2 separate regions of the Ovis aries genome follow, and region 2 is linked to region 1. A link is a contact called in public Hi-C data. All regions are on one chromosome and are shown on one strand. The core of a region is the stretch at or near the end of the contact, and the rest is flanking DNA. Distances in the headings are between cores, read along the strand shown.

Region 1 (4,198 bases), core at 465-2,964:
CCTGGCTGCACCAGTACCCTCTCAGGCTACAGGGATGTTTGCCTACTGGGGACACTAGCTAGTACCAGCCACACTGTCAGACGGACCACACACAGTGTGACTGAGATTGTGTCTTGTTCCCAGGCTTCCAGCAAATGAGATGCCAACCCTGTTGACCTGTGGGACCAGGTCTGAGGAGTAACTCTGGGGGGTCTGCTCAGAAGAAAGAGGAATATTCTCCCTTCCATCCCAATCTCTTTCTAGATGCCTCTCATATCATCACCGGCTCCCAGACATGTATACTCATCTGCCCTGAAGATTAAAATAGCTTGCTGGACATGCATATTTAAAAAGATATATCACAGGAATATATTAGTATACTAGATTCATATTCCAGGCATTATTCTAGAGGGTGAATTTATTTACATACCTTTCTACGTGCTGGACAACAGTCCTCTTTTATCCTTCAGGGAAAAAACCACATGCTGGAAATACTCATATCGATTTTTTAAATCTAGTACTAAATAGAATGAAATTAAACTGTACCGATTAATTTTATAATAGCAGACAGAAAATATGTTGCTGAAATACCTTAAATGCCTAATACTTCTTTCAAGTAATTAAAATGAGGTTAATGTTACCCACGTACATGTCATCATGATTTCCTACACTTAGTGAAAATGAAATGGACACAGAACCTAAATGTGATTTGTAGGGGTATCTCTCTAATCACTCACTGGAAATAATTCCTCTCCCAACCTCTCCCTCCCTTCCATGATAACAGAATCTCAACATTGAAAGGAATTTTTCTGCTAGATGGTTTTGATTCAACCTCCTGTGCCACACTTATACAGGGAAAATAAAATCCAAATTGGACTCTGGGGCTTGTGCCTCTTGTAGGCTTAGCAGATTTCGTATCACGGGGAAAATAAATATGTACATTGATTCTAACCCTTCCAGAGATTGAAAGAAAAGGTGAAAGAAATGAATATAATTTCAAGATTTTTACCAAGTCTCCTCAGATCTTAAGATTTCTCATTTGGAAACAAGATAATTTCTGCAGAGCACAGGGTGTGGGAATTGAGCCTTAGGAAGGGATGCCCTGAGGAGGGGTACAGAAAAGGGGAAGGGCTGAGTATGAAAAAAGTGTTGCTCAGTCTCAGGCATCCCAACAAAGTCGGGGTGCACCCCATGCCTTGTGTAAATGACTCCTGGAAGAAGGGTCCGGAGCAGGAACTCCTGAGTGACAAAGGGGCCGATACTTCCGCATGTCTCTTGCAGTAGGTACAGTCGGAGAGACTGAAACAAAAACCCACGTTGCTTCTTGCCTCCAGGATTCCCAGCCATGGGAATCAGTGAGGACTATGCTGCATGTGGGCCAGTTGTTTTTAATTTGCCCTTGATGGACTCTTACCCAGATGTGGGTAAGATCGATAATAACCCATTTGGTGCCCATAGCACCTGATGCTTGAGCAACTTCTCCATTTACTTTGAACTTTAAAAAACTAAGGGAACCCCCTTTCCTGATTAGCACCCCAAGACCTAGGTTATAGAAGAGATGAGCCTAACAGTTACTCACAGATAGAGGAGCACCAGGCTGATAGCCAGGAGAACCCAGGTTTCCAGGGAAAAACTTGGGATCAGCTCCATGGCCACTTTCTTGGCGATTCCCTCCTCTGAGTTTCCTTTCAGCTGCGTGTGCTGCTCTCTGCCTGCCTCTCAGTGTGAAGCTTCTGTTCACATCAGGCAGAGATTCAGTGCAGTTCGGAGATTTATGCGTTGAGAAAGGAGGTGGGGCTGGCGCTGCAACCAACAGAAAGGCCACCTGGGCTCCACCTGCAGGAGCCCTCTCTGCCTTGGTAGTTGGCAGAGCATCATAGGCACTTCAGTTTGACCTCCCTTGAGTTCATATTCTGTAGGAAATCAATAAACAACTCAGTCAATATTAGCAATAAGCCCAAAGGTTACAGAAACTCAAATAAGCCACTGGCTTTAATTCTCCTCTAGACTTCCCTGTCTCTAGGGTTGCCTGCAATCCAAAACGTTTGAAATTCTTCAAACAAGGTGATGGTGACGGTGTAGTTGCCAAGTCGTGTCCCACTCTTTGTGACCCCATGCACAGCAGCCCAACAGGCTCCTCTGTCCATGGGATTTCCCAGGCAAGAATACTGTAGTCAGGTGTTATCTCCTTCCCTAGGGGGTCAAACAAGATGGCTGTACTGACTGTTACTGTTACTCATACAACTTTTCTTTCCTGCCCAGGAATGCCCCTGAGTCCCTTGTAGGCTCTTAATTATGCTTCAAAATGAAGCTCAGACAGAACATCTGTTAGAGATTTCCCAAACAAACCTCCTTGAGCAGATATAACAATTTCATCCTCTGGGGACTTCTGTCCCCCGCACACAATCTTCCTATTTCCTACACCACAGTCAGTTTCCACATCTAGTCCCCTCAGTGGATCAAGAGCTTGGGCACATGCTGGATACTAGCCATAGTCATGTCCCAGGTACCTAGCACAGTGCTTTCGGAAGTGCTTTCCCAAATTGTTGACACACCGAGAAGGCCTGGCTGGGCCTTGGTCACTGTCTCTGTACTTTCAGGAGGATCCATCAGGATCCTGTTGACAAGAGGGCCCCAGAAGGAGAGGCAGGACAGGGAGGACAGGGTGATGGCTGTACCAATGGTATCAATTCAGGCTCATTCCTGTCCCACCCTCAGAGTATCCTGCAAGTCAGATTCTAGATCAAAGAATGGTCTCCTCTCTCTGGAAAGGCTGCAATCCAAGATCAAAGGGTGTAAAGAGAGAGAGAAAAGCAGCCCAATGGCCAAGAGGACCCTAACATCCTTAGCCACCAGTGACGTGGCATGTACAGCAACAGGACTCCAAAAAGATCATATGAGGGCATGTTATCTGTGGGGAATGTGAGATGTGGGTGGATCAGAGCAGATAGGTTCCCACTTGTGGACACGTAGGGCATTTGGGGGCTTCCCAGGTGTCACCGGTTGTAAAAGGAAAAAACCCACTTGCTAATGCAGGAGACCTAAGATACACAGGTTAGATCCCTGGGATGGGAAGATTCCCTGGAGGAAGAAATGGCAACCAACTTCAGTGTTCTTGCCTGGAGAATCCCATGGCAGAGGATCCTGGAGGGCTACAGTCTACAGGGTCACAAAGAGTTGGATACTACTGTAGGGACTTGGCACACACAGCACAGGGAATTTTTATTGGGTAACAAGGAGCTGATACTGAGGAGGCCTAGAGTAGCAGTTGGTATCAGCTGCTGGTAGGCCTCCCCCTGTCCACTTAATTCACTTCAGTCATATCTGACTCTGTGACCCATGGGCTGTAGCCTGCCAGGCTCCTCTGTCCATGGGATTCTCCAGGCAAGAATACTGGAATGGGTTGACACGCCCTCCTCCAGGGGATCTTCCCAACCCAGGGATTGAATCAGCATCTCTTATGTCTCCTGCAATGGCAGATGAGTTCTTTACCACTAGAGCCACCTTCTACCCATGCTGAATTCCTGATGAGAGCAGTATGAAGGCTGAGCATTGAGAATTTACACTGGCTCATTATCAGTACTTTGAACCATGTCCTGCATCTGCCAGGCCTGAATGACCATGGATTACATGAAAAACAAAACCTCAAATGTTCTTAAAACTTAATAGAAACACAAGACATGTAAGCTGTGTTTGTGCACTTCCTTCTCCCTTTATCCTTTCTCACTTTCACTCCTTCTGCAGAAAGTGATACTCATCTCTTGGTAACTCTTTCCCTCACTCTGGCCTGAGAGTTCCCAGGGCTGTTCCATACTGACCAGAGTGGAAGTCTCATTAGTAAAATGCAGCAAGTCCGAACTATGTCTCCTGCACTTTTTTATTTCCGTGGGAGCTTCTCATGGAGCATGATATTTCTACCATCAGTTTGTTATCTTTGGGTTCAGACTTCTTCCAGGAGGTTCCTGTGAAAATGCGCATTCCAACGAGAATTGTATTGTCTGAACACAGTTATCTGTCCATTGCTTCAGTCCAAGTGAGTTAATTCAGGAGCCAGTATTGTGCTGGACTGTGGGCTAGAAGCCATACAGTCCCCTCCCTGGGGAGCAGCCTCCCGGTGGAAGGAGTGAGACACACAACTAAGCTCAGTATGGGGCATGCCTCTGGAATCCTTGGGGAAATGGAGCCCTAGAGAGAAGCAGCAAAGGAGAGAAATGGATGG
Region 2 (4,133 bases), core at 1,576-4,075, 50 kb after region 1:
TTCCATCCCCAAGTACATTTCAAACAAGTTCCCTGGTGTCTTTGATGTCAGGGGTTTTCAGAGGACACTTGGAGAGTCTCTGCTGAAAAGCATTGTTAAACAAACAAAAAAAAAAGGAGGCATAGTAAAATTTTTCAGTTTATTTGAGCAAAACTCATTCCGCACACAGGAGGCAGGAGCAAGATGTCTACAGAGAAGAGGAGGAAGAGAAGTGAGTAAATTGAGAGGCTGTAGTTTAAGGCTGCCTTATACAGAAGTCAAGCTGCCTGTTTGTGACTGGTCATCCTTTTCGATTTTTTTAACCTTGAGGCATTCACAGCCTCAGGTTTGGGTTTGCTCATATAGGCTGCCAAGGCATTAGAATTACCTCTAACTGCCTCCTTGTTTAACTAGTTTAAGAGCATGAAGGATAGCTTTCACCTTGAGCACTGAGTGTGGCAGGAATGTGCCCACCCTTCCACTACTCAAGCTGAAAATAGCAAGCTGAGCAAGCTAGTCTGATTGACAGCTGAGTGCCACCCAGAGGAACAGTATCCCCTGTGGTACCATGGAAGGCAAGGGATGTTCTAAGACAGTGGACCTGGTCACCTCTAGATCCCCTACATTGAATTTTTTTAATCAGATGCCATTATTCCATGAGAAAGTGATCTAGAGTCAAATACCACATGATCAAGTTACCTGCCCCACTGCTCCGGGAATTTCCTGAAATATAGAGCGCTTCAACATAGAGCTGTGACCAGCACCAGGTGGGATTTACCAGGGATCTACAAAGAACGCGGCCATGAATCGTCTTGTGCATATGTATCTTCTTATTGTTAGAGATGTGTCTTTAGAGTAAATTCACATGCAATTTTGTTAGATATAGCACTGCTAAATTCCCCTCACATAAAGTTGTACCATTTTGCGTTCTGTCAGAGGTGCCTAAGAATTCCTTTTTTCCCACAAACTCATCAAACACATGTAGTCAGGCTTTTGAAGTATGATCTATAGGATAAGAAATAATATCTCAGTGTAGCTTTACTTGGCATTTATTTCATGAGTGAAGGTGAACATCTTTTCATATGTTCAAGAGTCACTTTTATCTTTTTTGTGGATTCAAATTTATTAATTTTTCCATGCAATACCATCTTTATGTGCTAGATTTCCATACAGAGCTGGGTCTGTTTCTGAACCTGTATTCCACTCCACTGGTGTATCTGTGCTACCACCACACTGTTTTAACTCTTGGTTTTTCCATCTCTTATTTTCCATTCTTTTCATCAGCACCTTAGTCCAGGTGGCTGGAATTCCTAAAACTGAAAGCTGGGAAAACCTACAGGGAAGACTGGTTCTCAACAATTAACTGTTCATCGTCCATTCTACTTCTTCCTGTTCAGAGAATCTGCTGATGCCTTCCATGGAAGTCCATGATACATACAGATGATTGAGATCGGGTTTTCTCAAATTTTTCACAGACATGGAGATGGTATAAGACTCAAAAAGCTCACAGGAGTGGGACTCGAGAAGGCAAATACAGACTTCTACCATCCCTTTTTCCCAGTCTTTGTCTAAAAGCTCATACACCACCTTCTCAATAAACACATTTTTTAAGTAGGAGGGGGAAATATGAAGCCAGCTCTTGAATCTGCCATGTTTCCTGGTCTCCGGCCACAGAAACCACGAGCTGTGACTAGCGCACATGGCAGTGAAGGCAGCCCTTTTACTGGCCCCTCTGTGCTCTTCCATCTTCTCAGTCCCTCTGCTTTTCAGGGTGCAACACCAGCATCACCCACCCCTTCCACCCTCACTCTCCTAGCAATTTAAGTTCCTGGAGACAAACACAAGGAAGATGACAGCCTACCCTCCCCACTTCATAACAAATGTTTACTATAGTTTTTTACTGAAAGGTATCAACCCTGGGAATGGGTTGCACAAGACCAGTCTCTAAAAATATGCCCTTCACTGAGACAATAAAGAAAAAAAAAAGGCAAGAAAGGGATATGAAATTTTAAGAAGCCCAAGTGAGCTGCTCTGTCTTGTAGAACTAAGTGAACTGGATATCCCTGCAGATGGCGTGCAGCAGTTACAGATGACTGCCAGGTTGGGGGGCCACCAAGGGGCACCGTGCTTCTGTGCTCTTCCTTCCTAAGGCACACTTGAGAAACTTCCAGCCATGAAAAAGGTAGAAATCCAGGGCTTTCATCCATTCAAATATTTATGTCTACTGTAGGCCCTGAAGACTTTATTATGGAGGCAAAAATGTTGGCACTGGCTGCATCATGCTGGCATGGCCCCCAACATGCACCTGTATCCACTGGGGACAGTGAGTCCAGGCCCACCTCACTGCTGTGCGGAGGCTTCACAGCAGGTGCCTGCCCAAAAGGAACCCAAAGCCACCTGCCAGGCGGCCTGTAACAGATCCTAGCAGCCACCCTGAGACTCAGCTTCAGTGGCTCTTGGCTCTGCCTGGCAACACTGCACTTAACACACATGACCTCTAGTAGCTCCTTTGTTTTCAAGCTATTAGGCCAGGGGTCTTTAAGGTCCAGGCCTTAGAAGCCCAGTCTTTTCTTCCAACAGCTAAGCCAACTAATTTGCTCCAGTGCTTACCCTGAACCCTAAGGGCAGAGGTTCTCAGCCAAGATCAATTTTGCCTCCAGGGGACATTTGGGAAGGCCTGGAAACATCTTTAGTTGGCACAACTGTCATCAAATAGACTGAGAACAATGATCTTGCTAAATCGCCTATGACCCACAAAAAACCCAGGGCAGCCTCCAAGACAAAGTGCCTGGCACACTGTGAGAACAGTGCCAAGGTTGAGAAACTCAGGCAAAGTTTACAAGAGCAAGGAGACATGTTTTGACAGCTCCTTTCCCCGTCTCAGAAGTGGATCCAGACAACTTGTGTTGCAGGGTGAAGGTGATGGGATGAGAAACAAGCTTATTTTTTAAGAAACAAAAATTCCTACTTCTCCCTAGCACACTTAATCAGCCTGCAGACAACATTTACCCTGGCATATATTTTGAGAAACATTTTTTGTAAATGCATTAGCTCCCCAGGACAGACCTTAGGCAGAAAGTTATCCGGTCTGTTAACGCCCAGGGAATAAAAAGGGGTTTCTCTTACAAAGGTCATGCCCCTTGGGAGCAGCAGCCTTTCTCACCACCACAGCCGGCATGGCACACACAGCTAGGCCCTGAAAGCACACAGCCTTAGCCCAGCGTGAGGGAACTGCAGACACCCTGTCACACACAGTGAGGGCTAAATATAAAGTGACCAAGTGTCCCTGTTTGCCCTGGGAGTCCCAGTTTACACCACTGTCCTGAAATTAACAGCACTTCCCTTTACTCTCAAGGGGGGCTTGAAACAAACAAGATGAACTTGTAATACCCTGTCACATGAGAGCAAAGAAGCCATCAAAGGTGATTAGGGTTATATAGAATCAGAAGCCAATGTGAAGAGGCTCCCACTGGTCAGAACTGAAATTATTTGAGCATCAACAACTGTGATGGATTGGTTTAAATTCAAGAATGCATTTTTTATTAAAAAATAATAACTGACCACTTTCATGGTGATCAGTTTAGAAGAAAAGCCACTAGATCATTATTGTAAAGACGGGTAAATAAGGGAAGGAAGAATCCAGTATTTCCTTTCCTCTGTGAACTGTTATGAGTGCACAGATACAGCTGTGAGGCATCCCAGCTAATAAATGAAGATTCTTTTATAGAATTAGTGAAATAAATGCATTTAGACTCTTCAGTTCAGTTCAGTCACTCAGTCATGTCCAACTCTTTGTGACTCCATGGACTGCAGCATGCCACGCCTCCCTATCCATCACCAACTCCTGGAGTTTACCCAAACTCATGCCCATTGAGTTGGTGATGCCATCCAACCACCTCACCCTCTTTTGTCCCCTTCTCCTCCTGCCTTCAGTATTTCCCAGCATCAGGATCTTTGCAAATGAGTCATCTCTTCGAATCAGGTGGCCAAAGTATTGGAGTTTCAACTTCAACATCAGTCCTTCCAATGAATATTCAGGACTGATCTCCTTTAGGACTGACTGGTTGATCTCTTTGCTCTCCAAGGGACTGTTAAGAATCTTCTCCAACACCACAGTTCAAAAGCATCAACTCTTCAGCAATCAGCTTTCTTTA

Evidence for each region. A called contact is a pair of places that touch in the nucleus more often than the background predicts.
Region 2: a contact with region 1 is called in a Hi-C map of liver, with 12 times the contacts expected there. The contact joins the enhancer-like site here to the promoter of CYP3A24 in region 1. A contact is called at or near these places in 3 of 16 Hi-C or Micro-C datasets (liver and mixed tissues).

The regions. Positions count from the first base shown.
Region 1 is chr24:37,192,225-37,196,422 of ARS-UI_Ramb_v3.0, forward strand. It overlaps CYP3A24 (cytochrome P450 CYP3A24), which reads right to left and starts at 1,715. Exons shown (of 13, transcript NM_001129904.1): 1 at 1,559-1,715. The coding sequence starts at 1,629.
Region 2 is chr24:37,241,441-37,245,573 of ARS-UI_Ramb_v3.0, forward strand. All of the region lies in intron 8 of ZSCAN25 (zinc finger and SCAN domain containing 25), which reads right to left. Among named protein-coding and RNA genes, the nearest start is that of ZSCAN25, 15 kb to the right of the region's middle. Within about 2 kb of position 2,826, at least 8 of the 54 cell types and tissues checked have an H3K27ac peak or open chromatin away from gene starts, as enhancers often do.